Linked DNA regions of Mus musculus: region 1 is linked to region 2. The links are chromatin contacts, called in public HiChIP or PLAC-seq maps. All regions are on one chromosome and are shown on one strand. The core of a region is the stretch at or near the end of the contact, and the rest is flanking DNA. Distances in the headings are between cores, read along the strand shown.

What was found. HiChIP or PLAC-seq counts read pairs in DNA pulled down with a chosen protein or histone mark.
Region 1: a contact with region 2 is called in an HNF4G HiChIP or PLAC-seq map of pancreatic cancer cells. The contact joins two enhancer-like sites. A contact is called at or near these places in 10 of 39 promoter capture datasets (the C10 cell line, the SN4741 cell line, cranial neural crest and 7 more), 1 of 15 datasets of contacts at CTCF or cohesin (the NIH/3T3 cell line), 3 of 484 Hi-C or Micro-C datasets (embryonic stem cells, macrophages and uterus) and 9 of 115 datasets of contacts at active chromatin or transcription factors (embryonic basal ganglia, embryonic midbrain, embryonic stem cells and 4 more).

What each region holds. Positions count from the first base shown.
Region 1 is chr19:55,873,805-55,879,557 of GRCm38.p6, reverse strand. All of the region lies in intron 5 of Tcf7l2 (transcription factor 7 like 2, T cell specific, HMG box), which reads right to left. Among named protein-coding and RNA genes, the nearest start is that of Gm52391, 61 kb to the left of the region's middle. Within about 2 kb of position 2,852, at least 104 of the 459 cell types and tissues checked have an H3K27ac peak or open chromatin away from gene starts, as enhancers often do. A contact at or near this core is called in pancreatic cancer cells and trophoblast stem cells, where this site is marked.
Region 2 is chr19:55,716,988-55,722,726 of GRCm38.p6, reverse strand. No RefSeq gene overlaps it. Among named protein-coding and RNA genes, the nearest start is that of 4930552P12Rik, 18 kb to the right of the region's middle. Within about 2 kb of position 2,171, at least 19 of the 459 cell types and tissues checked have an H3K27ac peak or open chromatin away from gene starts, as enhancers often do. A contact at or near this core is called in pancreatic cancer cells and trophoblast stem cells, where this site is marked.

The DNA.
Region 1 (5,753 bases), core at 1,603-4,102, 160 kb before region 2:
GACGAGGTAAATGCCTGGCATGGATACACAACATTTTTAGCTGTTTTCCCAAGTATAAATTAGGTAAAATATACAGATGCTTAGGGGTCAAGAGCCAGCAACCAGACTCCACTTTGCCTTCACTATAATTTTGAGGCAGCCAAGCTTGTCAGAAAAAGCACTTTTGCAACCAATGAGGTATGTAAGTTTAAAACATGCTTACTGCTGTGCCAAGTATAAATATACAGAACTAGTTAAGCACTGGTTAAATGCTAAAAAAAGAGAAAAAAAAGCAAGAATTTATACCTAAAAACACCACTACTGGAATATTGGGGAGGGGAGATCCTAAAAGAGGAAAAGGAAGAGTGAGAGGCACTGGAGGTGGGAGAGGGCACAAGCAATGACTTCTGGGTAGACAATATCTTAGCATTGAGATTGCAAATTCTTTAAATACAACTCCTAAAACCGACTTCTTTAAAAAAACAATTATTCACACAGTGACGGGTTCATGAAAAAGGCTTGAGAACCTAGAAGGACAACTGAAAGACCACTGTCATCTGAAGAGACACCAGGCTTTTCCAAAGACAACCCTATAGAGGGCCATAAGAAATAAGAATTGATTTTTCTAAGAGAAGGGCTTCTTAAAGCCAGGGGAAGAAGCCAAGAATTACCATGCTTGTTAAGCAAATGTGTTTAATGTTTCCTGACATGTCTTCATTGGTTTTAACAACTGGCCCTTCTAAGCTTACAGCAAAGCCACTTTCTATGATGGTTTATCAGCATCGTCAAGAAAGAGCCATTTTTGAAAAGACTTCTTTTGATTCCACATTCCATCAGAACCATGGTTTAGGTAGAACGTTAAAATTATCAAGTGAATCGCATAAAACGACGCCACGTTCAAAACCAGTGAGTGACACGGCAGTTTGTTCTTACACGGGAGCTGGTTGAGAGTTTCCGCTTACAATGCTTAAGCCCTACATGGCTCTCTGCAAGGAAACTGGACATATGATGACCTTTTTGTACGCGTGTAGTCTGAATCTTGTATCATTTCCGGGATGTGAACACCTCTACTGTTCCTAATTTAAAAAAGGCAAAATTGAGGTCGCCAACAATATAGCCCCAAGACTCTAAGCTAACACAGTAAGTGAAGACTCCATGTTTGAACTCAAGCACTTCCTAGCTGCTCTTCCTAACCGTGTGTCTGCATCCCTGTCAGCCAACACAACCTGGCAGAGGGCTGCAGTGCAAAATGCCTGCGTGGCAATTCTAAAGCTAGGAGCTTCTATTGAACGCGCTGTGTTAAGTGATCTGTGCACACATGTAAACTTTTGGCAGGGATCATAGCAGGTCCTTTACTAACCGAGGGGACAGTTGGCAGGTATGGTACTGCAATTAATACAGATAAACCATCAATAGCCTATCTGCCTTTTGATTTTTAAATAAACAAAGGCTGAATGCTGTAATTAAGATCAGAAGTCCTCTGAAGGCCATATGGCCAAAGGGGAGCCGAATGTAAAGCCACCAGCAGGAATCAGGGAGTTTTTCGACTCCTAAGGAGGAAGAAGGGATTTTTAACAAATGTTTTCTCCCCTGGGACCTGGAGGACAAGTGACCTCCCTGCAGAAATGAGGTCTGGGGATCAAGACAGGAAAAAAAAAAAGGTACAATCTAGGTAGGAGCAGGAAAGGACCTGGTAAGCTGATGTTTGTAGGAAATACCACATGCATCCTGCAGGGGGCACACTGTGGCGTGTCCAGCCTAAGAGGACCTTGCCTGGCTTTTCTGAGGCCTGGTGCTTAGGGGACAATCCAACCCTGCAAATGCTGTGCAGTCGGCACAGTGGCTGGGCACACTGATGCCCGGGGGTCCCCAGAGTCTACTCCGTAATGCTTGGGAAACAATGACATCTCTATACCCACAATGGTCTCAGTGTGGGCCCCTCCTCCCACAATGGCCCCTTTCAATCCCCCACCATGAGCAATTGCCCCAAGTTTAACAGCCTGTGTTAGGGGGGCACCAGGCACAAAAGGAGGTGCTTCCAGGTTCAGTGAACATTTTACATCCATTCATCAGGGAAAAGACAAAAGCGACTCCCCACTTCACCTCAGGCAGGGCATCTACCCTACCAAAGAGCAACCTTTGTGTGACTGGGGGGCGGGGGGTGTCAGGGAACGCACTGTTTAAGGATGGTTGTGCAAACATGCTTTTGGATTATTTTTGTCTCCAACTAAAGGCATCTACATAAAAATGGGGTCCTTTTGTCACATAGGAAGGACCAAGCTGGACTTTGCGGGGGGGGGGGGGGGGGGGCAAAAGGCGTAAAAGCGTCCAAATAAAGATGGAAAAGGCTAGAGGCGGGGGCTCTAAATTACACTCTGGAATCTTTATTAGGAAAGTGGGCCATGTTTTCCTTTCCTTTACATTTTTATTGGGATTCACTGCGACTTTTATTACAGAATCTAGTGTTGGCTTTGTATACTGGCTTTAATTACTGAGTACCCTGCCAGCCACTCTTGACCAACACAGGCTGCTATGGGAAGCTTTCTCAGGACCCAAGCCTGCCTCTCCTCCTTGCAAGAGGAATCTGTTGGTGTCTTGACTCCACCAGTCAACAGTCAGTATTGCACTAGTTGATGAATGAGGCCTCAACTTAGTTGGTTACTTGAGTTACTTTGGGGACAGCTACAGAGCATACAAAGTGCTAATATTTGAAATAGTCTAAGTCATCCTTCCCTCTCAGAGTGACACCCACCCACCCCTTTACCCTGCCAAGCTGGATTAGTCATACTAAACATAGTCTGCTCCCAACCAACTCTTCAAGCTTTGGCAAGCAGGGCCCAGCTGACATTCCCGGCCCAGTTTAACATTACATAATGAGGACTTCTCTCTCCTTGTGGGCCACAAGTCAAAACAAACTTGCTGAACTCAACCCAGGGCATCAGCCTGCTTCCTGGTTACAAGACACGGGACTCTTAAGAGCAGAGTAGAGCTGTAAAAACCACCAGTGAACTCCAACGTGGTCAACAGCCTCTCAGCCAACTTGGTGATCTCTCTCCTACTTCCTCTCCCTGATGCTGGGGGTGAAAACTGTTCCAAAGAGTCCTTTTTCAGATCTCTGAGATGTTAACAAATCCCAGAAAGCATCACCCTAAAAGAATTCCCAAACACTAGGCCTTGGGGAAAGACAGAAGCAAGAACAAACTAATGTCCATCTCGTATAAATGGTAAGGGTGTGGTTTCTGTAGCCTGAAGCTCACAGCAATGCTCCTGTTTCAGCCTCCTGGGTGCTGGCCTTACAGGCATGAGGCAGCCTGTATGATAGGTTCAGCTAAGTGTTGCTAAAAGCACAGTCGTTGCTTGCAAGATTTCTAGTATTCCTTATGGAAAAGTCCTAGGCTCCTGCTTCCCGGTCTCCTTTCAGCAGAAATGCTTGGATTAAAATCCTCATGAGCATGGAAGCCCCTGAGGATCCCGGGCACCCAAGAAAAGTCATGATTTCCAGAGAGAAATATGTGACTTCACACCAGACACTGGATTCCACACATTTATCCACAGAGGACTTTTGGCTTCTGCACAGAACTTGGGTACTACTGAATGACATTCGAGTGTGCGGAGAACTGGGAGTGGCCGGGTCGGGTGGGAAGAGACGAGCAGGAAGGTGGATTTCTGCTGTGGGATGCTATGTGACCTGGTAACAAAGCCTGGGAGTCTTACAGCCCATTTGCTCTATCTGGGTCTCAGTTTTCAAAGTTTAGAAAGAGGCTGACAGAGTAGGGTCCTGTTGTGAGTCACCACTTAGCAATCTCCAGCGACTACTGTGAACAAGTTAAAATTACTCTGGCTATGGTTATCCACTCAAAAGCCTGTGCTTTTAGGTCACTGGCCCATTCCCTTGTCTTGAGTTATTTTATCATCTTTTCCTAGGAGTCCAGGCCCAACAAATCGCACACCAAACCTGTTGGGTAACATTCAATTTAGTACTATCTCTCTGCTATCTGTTTATGCACAGGGCAGGCCCTGATCGTCTCCCCGAAGCATCTTTTCTCTTTTAATCCTGGAGACAACATTTTTTTAAGTGACTGAGAATAGTTATTACAAAACCGATGACTAAGGCCTCATAGATAGCCCTCCCTGATGTGATTGGATCCTTGTGACCAATCACCTCCAATCCCCTGCTTTCTAAGAGCATATGAGGCCAGAATGCTCTGCTTACCACCTCATAGGTCTGCTTCTGATAGGCAGGTATGCGCCTGGATCAGTGTGGGCTAAGAGGGGAGGAGCAAAGATTTGGTGTTAAAGAGGCAAGAGTGGACATGGAGTCAGAAACCACTAGATTGGGAAGGTGGTTCAGTAAGACCGGGGCCAAAAGAACCATGGTTGCTGCAGAAGTGTAGATTTGGAGAGGCAGAGAAATGGGCCTTGTGGTAACCAGACTCTGTTCAGAACCATTGTCCTGATAATTCCCAAAAACCTGAAGGGGAGCTTGCTCGCTCACTTCAATGCAGCTTTGTCTGGCAGCTTCACCACCAAAACTACTCACACTGAGCCAGTTCACACTAAGCCAGTTCACACTGAGCCAGTTCACACTGAGCCAGTTCACACTGAACCCATTCACATGGGGGGAGTGGGGGGAGGAGGAGTCTGACTACCACAGAGCTCAGAATCCTAGAAGCTGATAGGGTGTTCCTTCTGGCAATTACCCCAGACAGGAGCAGCCTCAGAGCAACGAAGAACTGAACTCAGTCTAAGGCTTCCAGCTAGAATCCCTTCTGCTCACATCCTTCTCTTCAGGATAGAATCGTACCCATGACTGGAGTGCTAAATGACATCCCAGGAACTAGAGTCTTCCCTGGGGCTGCAATCCCTGTCACACACATCCCTCTGTCGTGTGGATTTTTTTTTTTTAATTTACAGATTCACATCCACACTTGTGAGGAGGTCTAGCCTAGACAAGCAGGATCTAAAGAGCCACCGGTGCCTTGTGTCCCCATGAGCCCTATGCCTTCTTATGTACCTAAGTCCTCATCTACCAAGCTCCAACAGTACTGTTCCATGTGCCTAAGAATCTGATGAGGGAACCAGGCCCCAGACAGCCAGAAGGATAGAATAGTCGCCCAAGCTTTCAAATCATGTAGGTGAATCCCCAATCTCTGGGGCAGTCAGGAAAAAAATCTTGGTGTTAGAAACACCAAACTAAGTTTTATAGGCACCCTGGCATATGTATTTGTAAGCCGTCTGTAAGACCATCAGGGCACTGTGTTTTTTGATCTACAATTGTAGAGTCACTATGCAACACCATGGGGAAAAATCACCCCTGTAGGGGAAAAATCATTTCTTATATAGTGACCTGAAAGGAAACAGTAAGAAATGATAGACTTGTAGATTCAATGAGTGTTGCCTAAGACTCCCCCCACCCCATCCCACCTCTGCCCACCTACCCCACTCACCCTGCCCCTGCCCCTGCCCCTGTCTCTTGATACCCTCCCTAGTATCCAGATGAAAAGTATTAAGTTCAGGCATTGCTCCACAAAGGGATCTTGGCCTATGGAGATGAGAAGAAGAGCATAAAAAAATGTGCTTGCCAACAAAGCGTAAACTTAAACAAGTCAGGATGGCACGATGAGGCTACCCCACCGGAGTCATCGCAGACTGGAATCAAACCAATGTGGCTCAGGGTGCCCTGGGGAGCCCAGTGTCCTCCAGAGGGATGTTCCTCCATCTCTCAGGAGGATGATGAAGTCAACAGTCATCCCCCTGCCCATGTGACTACATAG
Region 2 (5,739 bases), core at 922-3,421:
ACCTGCTTATTAACATTCTTGTCTTCTTCTCCATGCCCTTCCTGGAAACACTTTCCATCCCCACTGCAGACTCCACCCTTTTCCCTCTCCATAACTTAAGCTTTCACCTCCTAAAGTGGAATGTCTGCCGGGGCAGGGCTCCAGGGCCTCAGCAGAGCATGTGAGCGAATCCTGGTGTGAAGTCACAGCAGGCTGCTGCCTCTGACCCCACCGGAGAGCTAGGTGTTGGCCCAGCCTGTTCTCCAGCTTTCCAAGTCTGCCCCAGCTCCCGTGTACAACTGGAACTGCCAGGGCTGCTGGGCGGACAAATGATTAGAGGCCACCAGCCTTTGTAAGCAAGTCAGTGGTCTGAGGCAGGGGGATTGGCCCACAATCACTACCATGGCTACTCAAGTCTAAAGATGAGAATCACCTTCTCACAGTCTCTGCTGGGTTTGACGAAGCCGTCCCACAAGCAGACACACCCATGCATTTTAGTGCCGTGTGTGTGTGTGTGTGTGTGTGTGTGTGTGTGTGTGGTGTGTGTAATGCATATGTCCTCATGCACATGGGAAGTAGGTGCACATGTATGTGAGTGCAGATGTGTGCAGCTTATGTGTATTCTTCCTTATGTATGTACACACATGCATCTAAGTGTGTGTGTGTGTGTGCACATGGAGGCCAGAGGCTCATGTCAAGTCTTCCTCTATCAACCAATCACCCTGTCACTTTTTAAAAGGATTTATTTTATTTTTAATTGTGTGTCTGTGTGTTTGCTTATGGGTATATACACATAAGTCCAGTAACCCGGGAGGCCAGAAGAGGACTCCTGAAGCTGGAGTTACAGGTGGCTGTGTAAGAATAAGATGCTGGGAAGCAAGCTGTGTTCTCTATAAGAATTAATTGGCGGGCTCTCTTTCTAGCAACAGCTCTTTGCTCTTTCACACACAGACACACTAACACACACCATACCCACACAGACTCTCACACACAAATACATATACATACATGTACATATGAACAATCACCATATACACATTCACACACCAATATACATACATACAATCACATACAGTCACATACACTTCACACACAAATACATACATATATATATATACACACACACAAACACATATATACATACAATCACATACAGCCACATACACATTCACACACAAATATACACACACGCACACACTGTTGTCTCTTTTAGATAGTAAGTCTCCCATAGACAGTGAATTATGTTTGGTTCTGCCTAGCAGCATCCACAGTGCTGACATATGGTAGGAACTGATACACAGTAGGTCTCATATAATTCTGTGGAAAAACGAACCTGGGTGGGAGCTAGAGAGATGGCTCTGTCACGGGGAGCTGGGTTTGGTGTATGTATATGTATGAAGAAAAGAACATAGAGCTGGGGCTGGAGAAAGCTCAGCAGTCCAGAGCACTTACTGTTCTTGCAGAGGACCTGAACTCAGTTCTGAGCACCTGTATCAGGTGACTCCACTGTAGCAACCCACGCTCTGGGGATCCGACCACCTCTGCTCTTCTCAGGCTGCAACACATAAACTCACACCTAGGCAAACAAACACACATAATCACGTAATTTAAAAAATATTCAGAAGAGAGGGAGAGCACAAGTCGGCTGCAGACATTATTTACATGTATAAAACGTATCTTTTGAGCTTTGAGGAAGCCTCAGAAACTATTAGCTAAGGGGAAATGGTCTGATCATGGAGTTAAGGGAACTCTTCACGGATAAAACGACTCAGCTGAGAAGTGTGGAACTGGGGAAGTTTCCGCTAAAGGAAGACAAGAAAAACTGTTCCAGGTAGCAGAAACAGAATGAGCGAAGGTCCAGTGACTGGCGAAAGCAGCTGTGTGTGGCAGGTTTCATTTTTCAAAGATGGCTGCCTGGTGTGAGCCACCTTGTGGCTTTTCTTATATAGATAACGTTATACTCATCTATGAACAGGTAGAGGGCCATGCTTTCTTCCTTTCCATGTAGGCAAGCCTGTGACCACAGCAGACATCATGCTAAGCACGCATCCCTTCTTTCTCGTTTTCTTACAGCCAGGCCTCTGTGCTGGGAGGCAGTCTCACTGCTGCGTGGAGATTCTCCAGCTACTGACAGAACTGACAAAGAGAGCTGCTTCGGGTGACTCCAGCCTTTGAGGCACTGCAACAGGTGCCAAGGGGAACAGCCAGGTCCAAGTCGAAGATCTGCAAACAAAACGGTGTCATCATCGTATTAAGCCCTTAAGTGTTGGTGCGATTTGTTCTGTGGTTGCAGATAACCACACATTGAGACCGAAGAGGAGGTCAGTGGGAAAGAGCACAGGCGCTCAAGGATGACTCTGAGCTGAGGAAGGAAAGGGAGCCAGGGCTGAGCCAGACTTTGTCGCAAACCCAGCGATGCCAGGAGAGGCATTGCCATGGGCACTGATGTCGCTTCTGGCCCTTCTTCACACCGCGGCTGACATTCCAGCCCAGGGCTCGCCGCCACCGAACCTCCACAGCTGTACTCAGGGGCCCTCCTAGATCACACGGCCTCAGAGGCTGAGTCAGGCTTCGGGGAGCAATGAGCCTGGGTGAAGGGACACAGAAGAGATGTTCACTGTGGGTTTAGGCCCCCAGGACACCGCTGTACCCTCCCACTGGTCTCAGGATCTGTTCCCATGGTGGAGAATTGGCCAGAAAAGTCAGACTTCCACAATGCTTTTCTTATCAAGATGGGGACAAATTCCACCCCCACAGGCTTGACTCTAACCACGGATCAATCTCAGCGCTGGCCTGGCCCAGAAGTGACCACAATGCTGATCAGCCCTCCAGGCTCTGCCCTCCCTCTCTTTCTTCCTCTGTGCCACTTCCTTCCTATTTTATTATTTTTTAAGTGACAAATTGTTTTGTATTACAAATCTGTATAATCTGATACGGTGTTTTTAGTAGGGCTGACCGGAACCTGCTTGGCAACCCCAGGGCTGTGTGAACTCAAACATGTACATTGTGAAGTGTACACAAAATGATTAGTTAAATCTGCTTGATATGTCACTCTCAGCCACTATTTGTCCTTCCTTCGTAATGAGGCTACTTATAATCTCATTAGTTATTTTGGAATACATTATACAGAGGCCAGTGTGGTGACTTAGCGGGGAAAGACACTTGCTGCAAGCCTGCCTCTCTGGCTCAATTCTTGGAACGCACATGGCGGAAGAAGAGAACTGATTGCTACAAGTTATCCTCTGATGTGCTCCACATGTGCTTCATGGAAAACACCCACCAGTCCCCCCAAAAAATAATGAAATGCAAAATGTAAAGAAACACGAGATGTTTTGCCTTTAATATGTGCCACCTTGCTGTACAGCACTTGTTCCTGCAGCCCTGTGTCAGGTTCAACTCTCTGAGCACTGTCAGGGCCCACTCTCAGGTTCCTGCCCACTCTCACTGCCCCGCCCTCTCTCACTGGCTCCGCCCCCTCTCACGGTCCCGCCCACTCTCACAGTCCTGCCCACTTGCAACTCTTTCCCTCTTTGGGATCTCTACTTCCTGGAGTGCCTTTGTCTCAGCTTCCGTGTATAAAGGAGCTATTTGTCTTTTTAGACTGGTGTGTTTCCTTTCCTATTGTGTTCTACTGTGTTTGGTGCTGGGGACTGAACTCTGGGCCTCCGGCAGGCAAGATGAGGTCTCTACTATTGAGTCACAACCCCAGCTCCCACATAAAGGTGTTCTCTAGATGGATCCAGTGTTTGGAAGTAACGCGGTTTTTTTTTTTTTTTTCTTCTCAAGGCTGAACAGAGTTCTATTATATATACAAACCACATTTTAAGAATATCGTCATCCATGAACACTTAGATTGCTTCTTCATCTTAGATACTGTGAGTAAGGTTTGGATTTGTCACAATGTTGTGACAAGACCCCTGATGAAAACCAGCTTAAGGAGAGAAAGCTCTGCTTAGCTCAAGGGGTTTAAGGTTGTGGCCCACTGTGGCAGGGTCGGGGCTGGGTGAGGATCGCGGTGGGGAAAATGGCGGCAGGATGTGAGGCAGCTGGTCAGGGTGTGTGCAGTCAGGAGGTGGGGAGATGAAGCTGGTGTTTCAAGCACTTCTCCTTTTCCTTTGGTCGGGACCCCAGCCCGTGGAACTGTGCTGCCCATGTTCAGGATAGATCTTCCTAACCTAGTCATTCCTTCCTGGAAACTCCCTCACATCCACGCTCAGTGGTGTGTCTCCATGGAGATTCCAAGCCCAGTCAAGCTGACCATGAAGACAACTGTGGGTGGCAGTGTTCCTGTGAAGGTGGACTCCATCTTGGCTGTGTATTGCCAACAGAGCTCCAGACCCCTCTTCAACATACTGGCCCCATCTCCTTCTTCTAGGCCCCAAAGTGGGGTTGGCGGATCCCACGATGATCCCACATTGACTTCTTTGACGGGCTTTCATACTGTGTCTTTAGCTTTTCAATTCCTTGGTCTGGTAGTTTGGGTTTTTTTGACCCAATGTCCAAGACACTTTGGGAGTAGATTTCTAATCCTTGTCTCCCCGCCGACCCCTGTTCTCTGTTCCTTGTTGTACGTACCCAGTCCCTGGACCCTGGCTGGTGCCCTCCTACACAGTGAGAATATCTAGAATAAAGGACAAACAGTGGGCTGGACTGTGGAAGCCACGGCTGTGTGCCCCATCATCTCCTGTATCTCTAGATAACCCTTCTGGCTTCACTTGCCTGAGTGATCACGGCTTTCAGGGAACACTGGGCTACTCCTCAGCCTCAGAAGCCCAAGTTCTGACTGACCTAAGCCAGTCATGGCAGGCTCATTAATACTGTCAAATGAACGCTCTGACTTGGACCAATGTGTTATGAGGGGAAATCTGTTGGAGACCCTCTTAGAACGTTCTCACTGCGCATGCAAAGGAACTCAGGACCTTCTCAGAGATTGCTTAGTGTATGGTTTCGGTTTTCGTGAGACTCACAGTCTGCTTGATGAGGGGGGTCTCAGCTGAGGGGGAGGGCTGATCTGAGGAGTGCAAGGAGAGCTACAGCTCCTCAAAGCTATAGTTGGGCAATGCTGTGGCTTTGATCTTACTGGGAGAAATGATACACAGTTGCATTGCTTGAGGAATTTACCTTCACTTTCTACTACTCCTGACTCAGTTTTCCTAGCTGAGGCAATCCCTGTTGTGAACTCTCAGAGAGAAGCTGAGGAAAAGATACGGACATTACAAACATCGTTGACTTACGGAGCATGGTGGTGAATGTTTTCTAGTTCACCTTTGAGACAAAGTAGTGTTTGTTTAGAAACAAGCCAGCCTGAAAATTACTGTATCGCCGAGGCTCGTCTTGAACTCTCCCTCTTTCTGTTTCTACCTTCCAAGTGCTGAGATTACGGGTGTGTGGCACCGTATCTGGTGGTATAGCAGTTTTAAGACATGGCTGCAGGGATGAGTGCAGGCTGGAGAGATGACTCAGAGGTTAAGAGCCTCGACTGCTTTTCCAGAAATTTGGGGTTCAATCCCAGCATCCACATAGCTGCTAACAACATTCTGTAACTCCAGTTTCAGGGGATCTGACATTCTCTTCTGGCCTATACCAGCACTGCATGCACATAGTGCACAGACAGGCGTGCAGGTAAAATACCTGTACACATAAAATTAAAATAATAGTTTTTAAATGCGTGGTTTCAAATACTTCAGTGCAATTCCCATTAGAGGGGGCTCTGTGTCCCTTCTTCTTGGACCTAGTGGTCCTGTTAGTGAGATTGGCTCT